Regions from separate parts of the Gossypium hirsutum genome. Here region 1 is linked to region 2. The links are chromatin contacts, called in public Hi-C maps. All regions are on one chromosome and are shown on one strand. Each heading gives the region's core, a stretch centred on a gene start, on an enhancer-like site or on the middle of the called end of the contact. The rest is flanking DNA. Distances are from core to core; before and after follow the strand shown.

Evidence for each region. Hi-C and Micro-C count contacts between places; a contact is called where the count stands out from the background.
Region 1: a Hi-C map of leaf shows a contact between it and region 2, with 2.6 times the contacts expected there. The contact joins the promoter of LOC107954060 here to the promoter of LOC121219405 in region 2. A contact is called at or near these places in 3 of 34 Hi-C or Micro-C datasets (leaf and petal).

Annotation. Positions count from the first base shown.
Region 1 is chrD07:12,563,649-12,570,686 of Gossypium_hirsutum_v2.1, forward strand. It overlaps LOC107954060, which reads left to right and starts at 3,675. Exons shown (of 4, transcript XM_016889530.2): 1 at 3,675-3,871; 2 at 3,975-4,088; 3 at 4,961-5,065; 4 at 5,167-5,592. The coding sequence starts at 3,775. The coding sequence ends at 5,417. It overlaps LOC107954059 (ethylene-responsive transcription factor-like protein At4g13040), which reads left to right. Exons shown (of 7, transcript XM_016889528.2): 4 at 339-417; 5 at 1,225-1,405; 6 at 1,591-1,712; 7 at 1,815-2,184. The coding sequence ends at 1,942.
Region 2 is chrD07:12,299,853-12,306,503 of Gossypium_hirsutum_v2.1, forward strand. It overlaps LOC121219405 (chloroplast envelope quinone oxidoreductase homolog), which reads left to right and starts at 2,498. Exons shown (of 4, transcript XM_041097507.1): 1 at 2,498-2,714; 2 at 4,299-4,440; 3 at 4,549-4,634; 4 at 5,160-6,002. The coding sequence starts at 2,646. The coding sequence ends at 5,855.

The DNA.
Region 1 (7,038 bases), core at 2,425-4,924, 260 kb after region 2:
AACCATTGAATACGAAGGTTTATGTCTTCATCTGTAATGCCAATGGTAATGATTGTATCCTTGTTCTATGTATGCTATGTCTGTGATCATGAGATTCCTCGGCTCCTCTGCCGATTTGGAGGAACGATAAGGAATGTTTGGTCATTCCATTGCATCCTGGGGTACCCCCAGTTGTTGATTAAAATTGTATTTTAAGTGCCTCCGTATATAGCATACTGGAAATGTACTTTGTATCAGTATCATGATAGGTAAAATACTGAATGGCACGTACTATTCAATTTCCATTTCCATTTCTATTACACAGTTCTGTATTATAACTATTCGGTGCTGATTACCAGAAAAGCATTGTTAAGGTTCACTCTGGATCACCAAATGTTTCTGGTTCATCAAAAGAGCCTCATTATCAACCTTTTTCAGGTTTGTCTCTTAAGAAACTTCCGGTTTTGCATATTTTTTAAATCAATCAAGCTGGAAAACTTTTACATTGTTTACGGCCTTTTTTTTTTTTCTATGTTATCCTTAGTAAGATAGAAAATGAACCCAAATATAGCGCCTTTCTTTCAGGTACTCTGCCTTTTGATGCATGTACAAAATACATAAATTAGGTCATTTTCATGAAATAGAGATATTGTATACTAGAAGGAACTTAGGCATGACGGACCTTAGGCCATTTATGTTGGTTTTATGCTGTGGTCGTTTACTTCCTCTTTGGTAGTGCATCTGTTATTGCAATGGCTTTTAGTTTATGTTCCCCCAGGTTATGCTAAAACTCTCTGAAAGCTTTTTCCCTCGTGCCCTTTACTCTCTTGTATGGTAGTACAAAGTTATTGCACAATTCATTCATCAAAAATTCATAGTTTTGAACCCATTAGTTCAAGCACTGCAGTAAGGTAAATTACTGACCGAGAATGATTTTGCGAAATGATGTTATGGAAATGGTTTTATCTTCAGATACTTAAAGGCACAAAACCTGGACTGTTTTAACTATTAGAATCCTGTTGGTGTGGTTGACGTAAATACATAAGCAATTCGAGGAAGATATAGTATTTGACCCATGTTTGTAGGTTAGAATGAAGAGGAAAATAATGTGTCGCTGTCCCGGTTCACACCATGTTGCTTCTAGATAAAGCATGTCAGTACTCATCAGCATCAAGACTTGATGCTTCAAGCCATTTTAGCTTCTACATTTTGACTGATGCCAATGTACGATTTTATTGTTTATAGGGCAAACGATTAAGCGGAGGAAAAGGCATAGGAGGAAGCATGTTCAAAACCAAGAACCGTGTCTCATGAGGGGTGTATACTTCAAAAATATGAAATGGCAGGCTGCAATAAAAGTTGACAAGAAGCAGATTCACTTAGGGACTGTTGGTTCGCAAGAAGAAGCTGCTCGTTTATATGATAGGTGATAATAAGTTAGGCTTTTTATGTTGTTCGTAATGATTGTTAATGAATTTCTTCAAAAATGTTCATATAAGTCTATGATAAATACATACGGGATGGTACGTATGAAAAATCTATAAAGGTATATGTGTTCCTAGCCTCTTGTAAAGGATTCGGAACTCATTGGTTGATATTTTTAATCTGTAGAGCTGCATTCATGTGCGGAAGGGAACCGAACTTTGAGCTTCCTGAGGAGGAAAAGCAAGAGCTTAGTAGATTCAAGTGGGATGAGTTCTTGGCATACACTCGTCGTTCGATTACCAACAAAAGTAAACCCTTTCTTCACGGTTTTAAACCTTATTATCTTGACTTTTTATGATCTAATCAAACACTTAAACGTGTTTATTTTATAATTGAATATGATATTACAGAATACAAGCAAAGACTCGGGGTCGAACCCCAGAAGAGATCCGAACCTGTAATAGAGAACAGCGACCTGGACAGCAAACGAGGAGCCGATAGCTCCTCGGCTTCTGAAGAGGTAGGGCCAGATACTTAAGCTTCATGAAGAAAAAAAAGATGAATGGTTTGTGAGGCTGAATAATCTGAGTTTTTAAGGTAATTTAATTGAATCCTAGTTGAAAGGTGTCCATTTTTTAGTGCATTGAAGGCATCTATTAGAGCCAATCAATATATATATATAGATCTCATTATCTATAGTGCTTTAGCCCTTGTAATAAGTGGTAAAAAATATTATGTCAAGATTGATGAAAGCCATGCAAATGCTAAGATTTGCTTTAATTTTAGTTTTTTAAACCCCCAAAGCAGAACCTAGACATTGAAACTTGTTTTGATGTCATTTTCTGCGGTCCCTTTTTACTGCAAAAGATGCTTGAATGCTCCAACATGCCTTAAAATTCTAATGGACTTAAACAGTCTGTTCTTTTATCTAATTATATTTATGATTTCATCTTCACATGAACTCCAGATATATTTACAAAAACTTTTATACACGAAGCTCTAAACCAATCCCAAAATCTTATAAATCAAATCCAAAATTCCCAAATCAAATAAACAAAGTTAACCAAAACATAACTATGCAGACTAAATAAATAAACTTAATATTCAATTAAGCTATAACAAAATAATTTTTATGCCTAAAATTATGTAAAATGTTATCCACATTTGGATTATGTTTGAATTTTAAAGTCATTGGAATTTTTGTACTTAAATACTACTGAGGTTCAAATCATAAAATAGATGATAACACCTTTGATTAAAAATAAAACAATGCAACTGAATTTTGCAAGATTCATCCAGGATTTCAATTTTTTTAATATTTTTTTTATATATCTTGGAATAATTTCACCAATTGGTACCTCTAGATAAAATCAATATTCAAATATGTCAAATTTTATGCCATATGCAGATCATCGGTCTATTAAACACAAATGAAAACCTAACCATTGGAATAGTGATAAATGCTTGTCAAATGCTTAATATGATATGAGTAAAATCTTTTTCCATCTCTACCCTTTACTAATATTTTATTGATAAAAATTAATAGGGTAAATTACACCATTAGTCATTAAACTATGGATAAATTTTTATTTTAGTCACTTAACTAAAAAAGTTATAACTTGGTCATTGAACTATTCAAAAGTTTTCATTTAAATCACTAGGCTATTAAAACCGATGTTATATGGCTTTCTTTGTTTGCACTGTCTGAACCAATCAAAAGCTCTCTATCCCCATCCCTTCTACAGTTCAGTTTTTTTTTCATGAAACAACTTTTAATGTTACAAATCTACGAACCAAAATCCAAACAGCTTTTTTCTTCGATCTCCAACAATGATAGTCAGATCGACTTGGATCTAAAGTATGTTCTTCTACTTGTCGGTAGGTGTTATTCCACTGTACCAATCGTCGAATCGTCACTTGGAGCTTTCTGGCGAAACTTTAAAAAAAAAAACTTAACAACCTAATGACTCAAATAAAAACTTTTGAATAATTTAGTGACTTAAATAAAAACTTTCGAATAGTTCAATGACCAAATTGTAACTTTTTTAGTTAAGCGACCGAAACAAAAACTTACTTATAGTCTAGTGACTAATGATGTAGTTTACCCTTCATTTTAATAGAACAAAGACTAAATTGATCTATTTAATAATGTAGGAACTAATTTGACCTAGTCTCTATAATAGAGGGACTTAACAGCTACTTTCGCCCAAAAAAAACTTAACAAAAACTCTGGGTTTTGGCCTTTGGGCCTTTCCTTGCAAGTATAACAACATGTCGGGACCCGACCCAACATAACTCTCTAGCCTAAGTCCCTGTCCACAGTATGTCTCTAGTTCGTTGAACCCAGAAAAAGGTTTCCGAACTGAAACTATGGCATCCCCAAACCAACAAGGAGACTCCCCATCACCATCATCATCAACCTCCGTGGACTGGCGGCGTCGGATATTGATCCCGACGGTCCTTGCAGGTCTTTTGTCTTTTGCCCTCTCTCTCACACTTTTAGTACTGTTTGTTCATTGAAACACCAGGATTCATGAATGTCAGGCGTGGTTCTCTTTATTTTTAAACAGGGGTTGCCGGTGGAGGCGTTGGGTTGGTGTCAAAGCATCGGAAAGTGTACGGCCTCGCTAATATTTCAGCTACTTACGCCACTAATTTCGCTATTGTCACCGGCTGCTATTGTGGTATTCTTTCTTTATTTACTATTAATTTCAGTATTTGTTAAACCCAAATTCCCCCCCCCCAATCGTAAATTAGTTAAGAAAATGTTGAATTGTGTGCAATTTTAAGAGCAATCGAAAAGGTACTTAAATGAATTCCTGCTCCTAATTTTATGCCATTGGTTGTGATGGTAGATCATATTTTCTTTAGCTGCCTTCGTTTGTACTCGTATATAAATGCAAGTCATGATAAAGTTTTGCTTTGATCTTTCGAAATAAACGAGTTGCTTGTAATGAATTCGCTTTGCACGGAATATATTTCCGTGACATAGTCGTTAACGGGAGTGATGTTGGTGGAAAAATTTAAGTAAATTGTGGGACTAGCTTTCTTGACTTGGATAACTATTTGGTTGTTTGACACCACGGATTGGTGAGTTCGGAAGGAAATGAACGAGGGTAGAATGTCGTATTAGTTTTATTAGGGAGTTTATTCGTTTTTCGTCTTGTCGGTCATAAGAATCGGGAAAGCATTCTCTTTCTCATAACATAATCTGGTACCATACTCGTGGTCATGTTTGAGTTAGCATCATAGTGTTTAATGCAGACTCCTCCATTCGAGATTTAGCCTATAGCAGAGATACAGAAAGAAAACTACTCTCTCGTTTTTCGGTTTTGATTTGTAGTAGTATTATTGGATAAAAATATGTTACTTTGAGGTCGATATGACTTTGCTTATACGAAAATTATAGTTTAGTATTAGTAGATCAACCTAGGTTGATGATGTCGTGTATTCCGCATTGGGAAATGCATTAAACTTGTAACAGGCCTCGAATGCTATTAACAGTAAATCGGGATGTTGCTTCCTTGAACCTTTTTCTTCTCCTTAATTCGTGCAGGAGCACGGGAGTTTGTAACAGCTACTCGTAAAACCGGACCTGATGATCTACTGAATTCTGCAATAGCTGGATTTGGTACCGGTGCTATACTGGGTCGTCTTCAAGGTAAATTTCATCAGTCCCTCTCGCTTTCTCTCCATGTGCTTGTGTGATTCTGTGCCAGTGCTATTTTTAAAAGGGTTTTTTTTTTTCCTGTGGCATTTTAGGTGGTCAATTCGGTGCTTATCGCTATTCACTCATCTTTGCTGTTGTTGGGACAGCAGTCGATTTTGCTGCACTTAAGTTAAGACCTAAATTACATGATTTCAGTGAATCTATGTTTGACAAGAGCAGTTCGTTGAAATTGCCCGAATGGTCTCCTATACAAGTGCTAGATGAAGAAGCACTTGCTGCAAAACGAGCTCGAGAAGAAAAACTGTATGGACAAAGAAAAGCTCTAAACAAAGAAGAATCGTGAAAGCGGGCTATGATTCGTGTATTTTTGTCTTTAGTTTCTTACATATGATTATTGGCAATAATGTTTTTCTGATGGTGCTAGTTCAGCTGCTTGGCAGCTTGCTTTCAGAATATTGTAATAACATTCTTTGTTAACATTAGCGATAATTTCAGATTCCGAACATCTTTCAATGATTCCTCAAATTCTACAATATTTGATATATCTGAGCATTTCTAACAGGTCTCTTGATTCTTGAGCATCTCTAGGTCTTTCTTATTATTGGTTTGTAATGCTTCCTCCGAGGGCTCTAATCTGTTTGGACTTAGAGCCAATAATTGGGCCTTGAGGAAAGCTAAATCCATCACGTCCATTTGCTTGAAATTGGGCCTTGATGCTCGCATTAGATTTAATGTATCGTTTTTGTTTGTGTTGAAAAAAATCTACTAAAGAGAATTAGGAGACACATGTTAATTAGGTTTTAAAACGACATCATTGATTCAATTCCTTCCTCCACTATTGATGTCGCTATTGACTTTGGTTGGAAAATATATAAATGGGAAAATATGGATGATTACAGTGCATTTGAAAAACCGGTGCAACTATTTAGTTGGAAAATAAATAAAGGGGAATACATGGGTAATTAAGAAATTTACTTCAATTTCCAGATCGGAGGAGGAAACGAATGAGATAGTGGGGCAAGACGGCAGCGGAAGCATATTGGAGGCTAGATCCAGCATTTTTTTATGTTATTTAATATGGGTTTTTTTATGGAGATTTAAGGGATTAATTTAAAATTTTTGTAATTTTTAGAGGGACTAAAAGAATAATTTTTCCTTTTTTTGCTGGTCCAATCAGCACTTTGTTAAAGGTTTAACAGTTAAGTGACCATTTTGGTCAATTTTTCTAATGATGGTGACGAATTTGACAAAAAAAAAATAGAACCATTAAAATAGGAACAACACTATTTTAGGGTGACCTCCAGTGTAGTTTACTTTTTTTATTTAGAACATTTTTAAATAATTACTATTGTAATAAGTTATATTTATTTATTAAAAATGTTTTAAAATTAATTTAATACTATTGGCATAAGTGACAAATTTTATATTTATACCAATAGTAAATACCAATTAAAATATAAAAATAACAAAAATATTTTTACCGGTGGAAATCATTACTAAATCTGTCACTATATATAGTAATTATGTGACCTTATCACCCATAAGGAATTGCTTGTTGGAATACTAAATAACAAAACAATTTTTATTAACGGAATCATCGTCGGTATAGTCTAAAAGGCATATACCAACAAATTTTGTTCGTTACTAAAATGTTATACCGAAGCATTCCCTATAGCAACAATTTAAGTTTTGCCGAGGTATACTATTTGTTTCCTTATAGCAACAACAGAATCACTGCTTTCCCATTTTCCTTTCCTAATTTGGCCTAAACTCAACAATGTTTCCCCTACATGCATTACATGCATTTCATTGATGCAATATTGTGGAATCATAACTAATTCATGCACATTGAACTAGAATGGCGAATACTCATAAACCTATGCGACCTTACAACATCCTTAGCTTTTCAAGGGTTGAGTGCAAAAACTCACCTGATATTTCTTCGCCTTGTTCGCTTAGCTTTT
Region 2 (6,651 bases), core at 1,248-3,747:
AATTTTTTAATTAAAGTTTTGCTTATAAATTTGTTTTTATGTAAAAGTATTTAATAGTTGAATGAGCAAAATCTTTTTGGAAATTATGTGTTAATTATATGAGTAAGTGAATATTTTAATATTTATAGGGTTAAATATTAAATTTATACATAAATATTGATTAAATTTTTATTTGGTGTTATTATATAAATGAAACTTAAATAAATTGCAGTTCATATGTATATATAAAACTTTGATTTTATTTCAATTGTACATGTTTAAAAGAAATATATATATATTCATATTGAACTAATATAATTGCGTGTGTGTAGTATAATGTAAAGTTGTGTTAACTTGATAATGTTGTTATAAAATCAATATTTATATATGATATTGCACATTAAATTAAAATTGATAGAATTATTATTATATTGAAATTTATATGAACAGATAATTTTTAAATATATATAATTAGTGTAATAGGCCAATTTAGCCTGGGCCGAAACAGAAGCCAAACAAAAAAATAAAAATAGAAGATATTAGAATCAATTACAACAGTCCATTTACAGGAAACATCAGGCCAAAATTTACAGTTTTAAACGGCCCAAAATAAAGAAACCCCCAATGACCTAATAACCTAAACATTTTCTCAGAAACCTTAAGTCTCCTTGGCGCCGCTCCTTATGCTGCGCCAGCGCGCTCGCCACCCGAGGCCTGACATGCCCCTGCCCCAGTTGCACCAAAATGGCAAGGGTGCGTTTCCCATTGCCACCGTTGACTCCAGGGACACCTACAAAAAGAAAGCAAGGACAGAAGGCAACACACAAGAAACAGTAGCCGAGCAGAGACAAAAAAAAAAGGAAATATTATAATTCTAATCGGCTATAAAAGCCATCAATAGCATGTAAACAAAGATACGGACAAAGTAATAAAAAAAATACAAACATTTGAAAGGTGATTCTTTTTTATTTTTATTTTTATTTTTTTAATATAAAAACAAAAAAAGGGAAAGTTTACTTGATGATTCAAGTTCTGCCACCGCAAGTGGCAGAGGTAGTCATCTCTGATGAAAGATGACCCTTTTTCTGAGGAAAAAGCCTTCGAAACGCAAAATAACTCGAAAGATTTTTGGTCTTTTGAGTTTTTTTTTTTGAGTTTTTGACCTCATATCGAGGTTGAGGAAAACAAAGTGGCCAAAATAGTCCTTTCTCGAAAAATTCGACCCCCGGGGACGGTGGTCGCCGTCGCTGACGACTGGTGGCTCCTATGGTCGGAATCTGGATTGTGTCCAGAGAAAAAAAAAGGTTTTGACAATTAGGATATAAAAAATTATAAAATATGAAATTGTGAGATAATAAAATGTATTAAAAATGGATAGAATTATTATATTAAAATTTATATGAATAAATTATTTTTAAAAATATAATTAGGGAATAAAAATTATAAAATATGAAATTGTGAGATAATAAAATGTATTAAAAATGGTTGAAAATCAGTAATTATTGGCAAGGAGGAAAGTAGAGGTTTGAAATGGGACAAGCCGGCAAGTTTGAAACAACGAGTAGAAGAAGAAATCAATTGTAGCACATTCAAGAAGTTATGACTGTAAAAAATAATTTACAATACATTAACTTATTTATATAATATAAATTATTTACAGAGAAATTCTCATATAAATATACAAACTTTAAAAATATATTTAATTTGATTATAGAACAATATATGAAATAATACACTATGAACTAGTCCAATGACAGGGTGAAGCCACCAAAATTTTTAGGGGTAGAAATTAAATTTTAATTTTTATCATTTTTAAGAGATTAATTTGATAATTTTTATCATTTTAAGAGATTAAAATATAATTTTATTTTTACTAATTTAAATTTTAAAATTTTTAAAAAGCCTAAATGAACAATTTTTTATTTTAGGGGGTCGACCCTGCCAGCCCTTTAGATCTACCACTGTGCAATAACACACTTGGGTGAAAAATAAAATAAAATAAAATGATATTTTTCTTAAAATAATAATAATTATAAATAAAGTAACACAAAGTTGAATGCGAAGAGAATTTATGGAACTGATTCTTTTTTTGATGTTAGCGAATTATATTTAAAATTTTGTTTAAGATGTGATTAGTTGGAAAGTGGAAAAACCTTTTTTAACCTTTTTTGTGAATTTATAAAAAAAATAATTTAAATCATTAAATTACATGTCTATCTTTATCAAACCCATTTATTGTAGTATATTAACTTGATTTTTATCATTCTCTTGTCCTTCGATTAATTCATCCTCAAGTATCAATAATAACAGTTTAACTTAATATTTTTTTATCAATTTCCAATTAAATTGATTTTTAATTAATTTTGTACACTAATTTTTAATTTAAAATAACAGTAATTCATTTAAGGGATTAAATTATAATATAGATACATAAAAAGTATAGAAATGTAACCAAAGGTTTTCTGCGAATTTGTTGGAAGAGGGGTATAACCGTTAATTTAGCTAAATGCAGGCCTCATTTCACTATAAAAACTACCCCTCAAAGCCCAATTATCTAATTGCAAAAAATACATGATTTAATCACACTTTCTGGTCCTTTCCGCTTTCTCTTTTATCTTCTCAATTCTCAGTTACCACCTTCATTCATTTTCTACTCACAACTGAAAATGGCTAAGAATACTATGATGCGTGCTGTTCAATACAACACTTATGGCGGAGGTGCCGCTGCTTTGAAAGTAATCTTCTTCATCCTTTTATTTGCTTGCTTCTTCTTCTTTTTTTCTTGGTCTTTTTGTTAGCATTTTTTCTTATAATTTTCCCAGATCAAAAGTTAAAACAAAGTAAAAATGGTCTAATTCTGAATCTCATACCTCTATTTTATCAGAATTGAATTTCATTTATCAAAATTCGACATTATGGAAACTGCAAAATAATTCAGTTTCAACTACTGATTTTTGCTTCTTCTTTTTTCTTTTTGCTATTTCATTTTTGCCTAACTGTTGATCTTTAATGTTAGTTTTATACATGGTGATGTTTGACAATATGAAGATGAACTTATTGGGCTAACATCTCAGCTTCTTTTTATAGAAGAATATAAATAAATTAAAATAGAGGATTAATTTCCGAGTTTTTATAAGGTAGCAGGATAAATTCATAATTAGATTCGAATATATATATCACGATTAGAAATGGAGATTTGAATCCCGGTTGTTTATCTACTGTGATTATATTGACCAAGGGAGACTAAGAATGGATAATTAAATTTACGAAGGAATATAAATGTTCATATTGTTTATGCTTTTGGTGTTGATTTATGTAGGTATTATAGCAGAACAAAAAGCTGCTAAATCTGAAGCTTAGCTGGCATGTTTAGTAGTGTTTAAGAAAAGTATTTCTGGCTTTAAAAGTACTTTTGAAAGAGAAAGATGTGCTAAATAAATTCTTTAGGTTGAAATTTTTAATTTTTCAAAAATGTTTTTGAAATTTTTAGTTTTTCCTCTCCAAAAGCACTTTTGGTGCTTAATTACTTTTTCACTCCTCTTATAACATAGTATTTCCTTTTTTCTTTTCTTGATGAGTAATTACAAATATGTTAAAATTATTAATTAAAAATAAAAAACATATTTTTTAAAATACTAATTACAAATATTTAATGGTTATATTTAAATATTTAAAATATAGTTTATATATTCTAATTAAATTTTATAAATAATTAATATTTATTGCTTAAAAATATTTATAATTTATATTTCATATATTAAAATATTAACAACAAGTTATAATATTTTTTTAATTTTTACTAAAATATAATAATATTAACTAATTTAAATATTATTTAAATACATATTTATTACTTGATAATAACATATCTAAAAGGGACATTTTAGATTTCAAAACACTTTTTGACAGCAATGCTAAACACTCAAAATTTAAATTAAATTTTTTAAAAGCACTTGTCAAAAGTACTTTACACGTCACTTTTCAAAAGTATTGGTAAACTAGTCTTTAACAATAACATCCGACGACTTCAGATTTTGAAACTTAATATGTACAATCCTTCTCCTACGTAAAAAGATAAAAAAGAGTAGGCATTGGAAGCTTAGTTTGAGTCAAAGCTCTGAAATTCCAATTTGTATTGTGGAAGGCCGAGAGGTCTATCCACTCATTTGCAGTGAAACGACTTAATGATATGAAGGTGCATATTACTCCTGCATGTGACAGTGCGTGCGGGCGTGTTGTTCAAAACTCCAAAAGGGATATGGAACTGAGAGGGTTCATGGTACAGTTATAACATATATCTGCAAATGTATTTGCTGCAGCATGTTGAACTTCAAGTTCCTTCTCCAAAACAAGATGAAGTTTTACTAAAAATGGAGGCAACTAGTATAAATCCATTTGACTTGAGAATACAGAAAGGGATAGTGTGGCCATTTTTGCCTCGCAAATTCCCCCACATACCTGGTACCTACCATTTATCTCTCCATCTGCAAACATTGCACTTCTCTTCAATGCCAAATATTTCAAATGCCTATTTTCGATCGTCGGCTAAAGAATTTTTTGTTGGAGCAGGTATTGATGCAGCAGGAGAAGTCTTCGAGGTCGGATCAGGAGTCAAGAATTTCAAAGCTGGCGATAAAGTTGTGGCCGTGCTTTTCGTAAGTCGCCATTCTTATTCTTCTGGTCTATGTTATTCTGATTTGAGTGCGAGTATTTGTTACATGTTTGACAATATGTATCAGACAAGAGTATCAGATACGAATACGAGCTGCAGGGTAGCATGGTAATTCAATTTGGATAAATAGTTTATGGCATTTGTGGTTTTAGTGCAACCCCAATAGTTCTTGAAGAAAAATCTAACTTTTTAAAGCTTTTTCATATATTTGGAAGTCCCAAAGAGTGTCGTGTCCCGTTACCATGTTCGAGTGTGTGTTCCACTTAAACTATTTGTTGGTTATTATTGGGACAACCCCAAGGCCCCAAACTTTTGTGCCGTGTCTCTTTCGGTATTGAGTCGTATCATGTTTATAATGCAATCACCTTATTTACATGACTATCTTTTCCGAGTAAGTGATCCTCAGACTTTGTTCGGTTAATAAAGGAGCTTTGTTTCATCTGCAATTTAGCATCGTTTTAAGTCATTGGCTATGGCAAATTATTACGAATATATATTGCAATGACAGAACATATGTGGAGGTGGACTGGCTGAATTTGCTGTGGCGAAGGAGAATTTGACAGTTTCAAGGCCACCAGAGGTAACGGCTTTTCAAGGAGCAGCTTTACCAATCGCTGGCCTCGCAGCTCACGAGTGTCTCCTCCGTACGCCCGGGTTCAGCTACGAAAAAACCGGCCAGCAACTAAACCTCCTGATTACTGCCGCATCGGGCGGCGTAGGTCAATACGCAGTTCAACTCGCAAAGCTTGGAAACGCACACGTGACAGCCACTTGTGGCGCACGTAATCTTGATTTAGTCAAGAGCCTTGGAGCAGACGAGGTTATCGACTACAAGACCCCTGACGGGGCAGCTCTCAAAAGCCCTTCCGGCCGCAAATACGACGCTGTAATCCACTGCGCAACCGGCTTTCCTTGGTCCACTTTCAAGCCCAATTTGAGCACAAACGGCAAAGTATTCGACATTACTCCTACTCCTAGTGTTTTCATGACTTACGCTTTACAAAAGCTTACCTTTTCAAAGAAACAATTAGTTCCATTGCTTATGACACCTAAGAAACAGAAACTCGATTTTCTTCTTAATTTCGTGAAAGAAGGGAAGATTAAAGCCGTAATCGATTCGATACATCCCTTAAGTAAGGCCGAAGAAGCATGGGCTAAAAGCATTGATGGCCATGCCACTGGTAAGATCATTGTGGAACCTTAAGTTTATGAGATCTCATTTGATTATTTAATACTGGTGGTTTCAATGCAATAAAAATGATGAAATTTGAGTTTCATCATGTTGTAGATGATAGCTATCTATAATTAGGATTTGTAAATTTTGTTTTAATGCAATAATTTTGATTTCTCTCTCTTAATTTACATAATGTATACTTAACTCTCTAACTGAGCTAGCTAGGAGAAGGGATTATATGAAACTGTGATTTCATGTCATTCTTATCCCTTTTCAATAGGAGAATGACAAATGTTAGGATCGTCCCGATTAAGCAACGAACAAGTAAAAATAGTAGAAGAAATTGAGAAGATGAACACACAAATTTAACGTGGAAAAACCCCTCAAAAGAGGATAAAAAACCACGGGCAAAGATAATTTTACTATAATGGCAAAAGAATAAAGAGTACAAAAGATGAAGATAAAAACTAAACCCCGAAAACCCGAAAAACAAAGAACCCTCAAACGTAAACACAAAATTCTCTGAATGTGTTATGAGTTCTAATCTAATGGGTGTCTCTTAATTCTAAGATTGTAAAGGAGCCTATTTATAGGCTAAATTAGTAAGTCAAATAAACTATACTAATAAATGCTAAATATATTATACTAATAAATACTAAATCTTCTAGAAAGAAAATGTATTTTTATTTAACTTGACTTGCAAGCAATCTCTTAGAATTTGGGTCACACAATTCTAACAACAAATCAAATTTTTTTCTTAATTTTTAGTATTTTTAGTTGGATTTAAATTTTTTTCAGGACGAAAAAGTTGAATATTAGGAGCAAA